Linked DNA regions of Gossypium hirsutum: region 2 is linked to region 1. Evidence: chromatin contacts called from public Hi-C data. All regions are on one chromosome and are shown on one strand. Each heading gives the region's core, a stretch centred on a gene start, on an enhancer-like site or on the middle of the called end of the contact. The rest is flanking DNA. Distances are from core to core; before and after follow the strand shown.

Region 1 (3,040 bases), core at 229-2,728:
GTACCATTCGTTTCTTGCACATAACTTGTCCTTCATGTAAGTACCATTCGTTTCTTGCACATAACTTGTCCTTCATATCCAACCCAAAACTAATCATAGGCTGCTTGGATATTGTTCATTCCTACAGATTGCAATCTGAATGGAATAGCAGCCCGGTAAGAATGGCAAAAGCTGAGAGGAGACATTACAGGAAGCACCGAGGTTGGAGACAGGGCTTCCTTTGCTGTAGATTCTGAATACTTCTCTATTCAATCCATAGGTTATACAAATATATTATTTTGCGCTTATCAAAATTATATTTTGGGTTGGGGGGGGGGTGATCTCATGCATGTAAATTGAGCTGTAAGCAATGTCTTATCATTTTCATATACCATTGGAGCATCTGGTTTTGGTTTTTTCAATTTGTTCATAGTATCATCTTTTATCGTCAGATAAAGAGTGTTCATTGTTCGTATTCTTTTTTCCTACTATTTACCCAGAATATTTTTTGTCCATAATCTCAGCCCATACGCTAAATTCATTCAGTTCCGAGAACATATTGCATCGTTCATGTTATTGAACTGAATCTCAAAGTGATAATATTTGCAATGTCATATTGTTTTACTTGATGATACTTTGAGTCTGCGTTTGCCATGGAATTGTTGTTAAATGTCAAGCTGGATATGCTTGAAATTATGTTGCCACAGTTCTTTATTTTTCTCATTTATTTATCCGACGTAATTCCAACATAACTATTTTTTATTTTTCTTCAATTACTAAGGTTTTTCCTTTTTAAAATATATATACATGAATCGGACTTTTCGGCCGAGTTTGAAGCATGGTAGCCTCAGAGAGCTAGGCCTACTTTTTGGTTCACTGAAATTCAGAATAGTGGATTGGGCGGATGGATGATAAGACTGAAATCAACTGGCATCTATGGATAACCGATTAGATAAGTAATTTACTGGTTTCATCCGTTCAACTGATTTAATTAAAAAATTATTAAAAATAAAAAAATTAATTTAATTGTTTGTTCAATTAGTTTGATTAGTTTGTATTACTTCTTAATTTAATCAGTTTAAAATTACTTTTTGAATCAATCATTGTCGATTTTTACTTCAACCGGTCTGATGACTAATTCAATCATGTTTAAACAACATGAGCATATTATATTTTTGGTAAAATAGGAGGCTTTAATTGAGGATTTAAAGAAAGGATAATTATGGATTAAGTGAAGTTAACAAACAGTCAGGAATTTTTAATTACTATTTAAAAAAAAACTATATGGTTATTTGTCCTTTTAATAATTGAATAATGACTTTAATTTTGCAAAAATGAAAAATAAAAAAATTAAACTGAAATAGGAACTGCGACTTTGTCATTCGTACAACCGTTAGATCCAGCCCACCCAAGCTAGGCCTTAAACAGTGGGACCCACTTCAAATAATTATCACATAATTAAAAAGCTTTTTATTTGAATTTTAATTAATTATAAAAAAACTTTTTAAATAAGAATAGTAGCCGGGATCTAGAGATCTATTGACTCTGGAAACGGCGCCGTTTCGTAAGAGTCCTTCAAGAAGTAAAAGCGAAGTTCTTAAGACGGCAAACAGGGAAACAGAGAAAGCGAAGAATCAAATCTATCAGATCCCCAAGATGGAAGATTTTTGGAAGCGAGCGAAGTCATTCGCTGAAGAAGCAGCTAAGAAATCGCAAACCCTAACTTCGCCCAACAAATTGGCCGATCTTGTCGCTGAAACCGCCAAGAAGTCCAAGGAACTCGCTGTCGAAGCCACCAAGAAAGCCGATGAGCTCAAAACTGCCGCTCTCAAACAAGCCGACCAAATCCAAATCCAATCCATCTCTAAGTCCATTTCCGATTTTATCCCTCCTCAACTCTCCTCCCTATCCATTTCCTCTCCCGCCTCCACTTCTTCCGATCCTCCTCCTATCCCCGAGTCGGAGCTCCGCAAGTTCGGACTCACCGATGATTTGAGAGATTTTGTCAAAGGCTTTACTTCTACTACTTTCCAGAACTTCCCTTCCCCTGTCCAAGGTAAACTTTTCGTTTAATGCATTTCTCTCGTGTGTTTCTTTTCTTCTGAAAGATAAAATTGTCTGGAAGTTTTAAATTTCATTGTAGACGAACCAGAGCCGTCCGATTCGACTACTGCGGGGTCCAATGTACGGAAGGATCTGAGTGAATGGCAAGAGAGGCATGCCACTCTTGTTCTTACTACTGTGAAGGTATATATGTGTGTGTGCGTTTGTTACATTTCGCTATAGATTTTGTAGTTCTAAGGCTGCGTTTGGCTCTACTCTGTAGTTGTGTTTAATCCTAATTGCTGAATTTGGCATTGAGATGCTCTTTCCCTGAAGTCAATTCTTTGTATCATTATAATTTTGTATTCCAAAAGGAAATGTCAAGCTAGACTTAAGTTTAGTAAGAATTGCATGAAACATTTCAGATTTTATACTTCCAATAATTAATTTATGCAAAACATATTATTCTTATGCAGGAAATCAAGAAATTGAGATATGAATTGTGTCCTCGTTTGATGAAAGAAAGGAATTTTTGGAGGATATATTTCACTCTTGTAAGCACTCATGTTGCACCGTAAGTGTTTAATTATGATGATGATGTGATGATTATGATAATTTAGGGTTAGCAATCAAATTCTAATTATGATGTAAGGTGTTTATATTTATCAGTTATGAGAAGCAGTACATGGAGGAAGTTAAACAGAGAGGAGTGGAAGGGGTAAAAGAGGATAAACCTCAGCAAAAACCTGTTGTGAAGGCAGAGTCAGAAAGTAGTTTGAAGACTAAAACATCAAGTGCATCTGCCGAGCAAGATTTGGACACATTTTTGTTGGGAGATTTTGATAGCGATGGTGGTGGAGGTATATTCTTTGATATTCTTTCATTATTTGCGTTAGTGATTTTTAACTATAAGTAAGCTAATCATTTGCATGCTGTTCAGATGATGCTGATGCTGATGCTGATGCAGATGGGAGCTTGGATGATGATTTTGACAAGATTGAAAATTCTGTAAGATTGA
Region 2 (3,040 bases), core at 304-2,803, 140 kb before region 1:
CTATGATTTTGATCTTCCTCGTCCAAGTTTATTTGGTATTTGAGATGCCTCTTCTGCCAAGCCGCGATCAAGGTATGCAGCATAATCGAAAGCGGACTTCGCTGCAGTCGACGAGGGCCATAGAAAGGAAAGCCACAAAGAAACCAAAGTAAACCAATGATTATGGCAACGGCAGATTGGAAAAAATGTTGCTGCCATTTGTCGTAATAAAAGAAAAAACCATAGACTGATGTTAGGGCTCCCGTTCTCAAGAATAGAAAAAGAAGCCATCTGATTACTTTCTGCAGAAAGTTCCGCCAGCCTCCTATTTTGACCCTAAACCTAAAGCATCCAACTTGAACCCTTGCTGGTTCATAGTCTTCCGGGATTTTATCGACCCTGGTTTGCTCGAAAGATAGGGCGTAAAGGGGAATAACTTGAGCGGCCCCACCCACAATCACAAGAGTTAATCCTTCCCAGAAACTCGTATGCTTTAGTTCCTTAAAACAATTCGAAGGACATCGTTCACCACCAGGCACTGAGAGTGCTAAGAGGAAAAGTCCCTGCATGATATAAATCTATGTTATTCAAACTTGGCTGTGAGCGTGGGATATGTATGTTTGCTGGGGTGACGCAGCAACAGCCCAGTAAATGATTTTGAAATTAATATCAAACTTACAGCAGAATATAGAAGACTAGAAAGAATCAACATCCATCGGTAGCCAAGATAGGCATCAATGCAGAGGGCGACACATATCTGCAACATATTCCTTAGACCTTCTTGAAGATTGACGATTGTAATTGCTTCTTTTAGTTTCAAATTCAAGGAATCTGTTAGGAATGACGATAGGTTCTGCAGCACTAAAGTCATCAAGCCCTTGCTGAAAACAAGACCTATAAATATGGCCAAAATGAAATTCTTGGGGTTATTGAACTGAGAGTATATAATTAAGATCGCAAGGGATTAGCTGAACAGGAGCCTCACATCTATATGCTTTAGTTAATCATAATAAGTAGTTCACTATATCTAGTTATAAACAATACTCAATCAGTAAGAAAAAAGTGAAAAAGAAGACACGTATGTAATGAAAGTGATAAATCCTACTAAAAACAGATTAATCCTTAATATATATATATATATACACACATATGAAGTAGGAAGTAGGAAGGAAATGGTGAAAATACCAAAGGTGAAAATAACCAGTCGCTCAGGCCATCTGAACCATTTCCATTTTGGACTTAGGAATCCACCGCATATGCATATCCATATCCATATCCATGTTCCCATCTTTATGTAACTTGAAATGTCGTCCCTTCTTTTTCCTTTGCCTTCACAAATATGCAGATATATTTTTCTGCACAGCACAAGCATTGAAGTTAATTAAGCAACAAAAGAAGGAAAGTTTATTATCATTAATTGTTAATAAATTGTGCCTACCTTTGTATGAAGCTAACAGTTGTCTGAAGTAGGAGCAATAAAGCATTTATATGAATTTCTCATAACCATTGTTCCCTTCTTTTAATTTGTTTCTTTTTGAAACTACTAAGAAGCTCCCCATTTTTTAGGAAAAGGAAAATAAAATAATAAGTAAAGACTTTTCAGGTTGACTCCACATGCTTAAAGACTTTTCAGGTTGACTCCACATGCTTTTTTATCCATCACTAAGGTACGTCGATATGAAAATTTATGATTTTTATTAATTTTATATTTATTAAAATATATAAAGAAAATATCAATGTTGCATGAGGCAAACATAACCAAAAAAACAAAATCATTGGACTTTAACGGTAACTTGTCAAGATTTAATTAGGTGTGTATTTTTACAATTCAATAACGTAATTGGATAAAAAAAATTAAGGGCTTAATTAATTTTCTGAAAATATTAAGTACCCTTAACCTATGGAAAGGTACATCTAGAAAAGTCGGATAAGTTTCAATTTTTCCATAATTTTATTCCTACCTTGATGAATTTATGAATACATGTCTTAAAATTTTGGGTAAACTATATAAATAATCCTCCAATTATTAATGTTTTTGTTTTGGCTATTTAGGTTTAAAATTTTTTATTTTAGTCACTAATATTATTGAAATTTATTATTTTGATCACTCGTCCATTAAATCACTAACAAAGTATTGATGTGACTATTTTTCTTTGACATAATAACAAATTTAGCCTTTTAATATTTACAAATATTATCAATTTGGTCTTAATTTCAAAAAATTCAATAAGCTTAACCTTCAACCTTACACATTATGTCAATTTAGACTTGATTTTTATAAAATCAAAAATAAAATTTAGAAAACTTTAAAAAATAAAAAATATTTAAACGTTCATTTTTTGATAAAAATATAAAATATTTTATAAAAATACATACAAAATTATAAAAAAATACATATAAATAAATGAATATATATTTTTCTATTTTTTTAACATGACATTATTTATTAAAATAATAATTTTATAAATAAAACAAGAGGAAAAAAACCATGAAGAAGACTTAAGTAGATTTAGCTTTTCCTTTTTTTCAATATTGACGAGCATCAAATTTAGGTTGGGCCAAAATTTACAATCCTAGGTTAAAAAGAGTAATAATCAATGTCTTTAGGTTGTTCCCAAAATGAGTTTGTTGCATTTAAGTACATGCATGATTGAGGATATATAGGTGAATGTGAAGTCCTAGAGAATCAATGGGTAGATAGCCATGTTGGCAACTCCCCAACAAATTCTTAATTCCATGGCACAATGGTCGAGGAAGTGAAAATCAATGAGTTCGAAGAAAATGTTATTAGTATGGGTGGTTGTGGGAAAATGTGGTGCCTAGTGCTCGGCAAATTTAGTGAGGACTAAGGAATAAAGCCAAATAGGGGTCTACATTCGATCATTCAGTTTTTTATACCAAAAACAAAATAAACCGAATCAACCAAACCAACTTAGGGAGGAAAATCGAATAAACCGAACCGAAAATTTTCTGGTCAGTTTTTAATATTTTTTTGAGTAGGAAAAAGTTTTAATATAAGTACTTATAATTTTATCTCCTTTAAATTTTTTTTCACATTATT

Evidence for each region. A called contact is a pair of places that touch in the nucleus more often than the background predicts.
Region 2: a Hi-C map of leaf shows a contact between it and region 1, with 2.0 times the contacts expected there. The contact joins the promoter of LOC107934731 here to the promoter of LOC107934772 in region 1. A contact is called at or near these places in 5 of 34 Hi-C or Micro-C datasets (anther, leaf and petal).

The regions. Positions count from the first base shown.
Region 1 is chrA12:93,940,485-93,943,524 of Gossypium_hirsutum_v2.1, reverse strand. LOC107934772 reads left to right here and starts at 1,478. Exons shown (of 6, transcript XM_041083130.1): 1 at 1,478-2,035; 2 at 2,123-2,226; 3 at 2,499-2,596; 4 at 2,692-2,882; 5 at 2,963-3,030. The coding sequence starts at 1,636. LOC107934767 reads left to right here. Exons shown (of 5, transcript XM_016867273.2): 5 at 128-454. The coding sequence ends at 236.
Region 2 is chrA12:94,081,040-94,084,079 of Gossypium_hirsutum_v2.1, reverse strand. It overlaps LOC107934731 (protein NRT1/ PTR FAMILY 5.5), which reads right to left and starts at 1,553. Exons shown (of 5, transcript XM_016867232.2): 1 at 1,418-1,553; 2 at 1,165-1,334; 3 at 659-873; 4 at 1-542. The coding sequence starts at 1,267.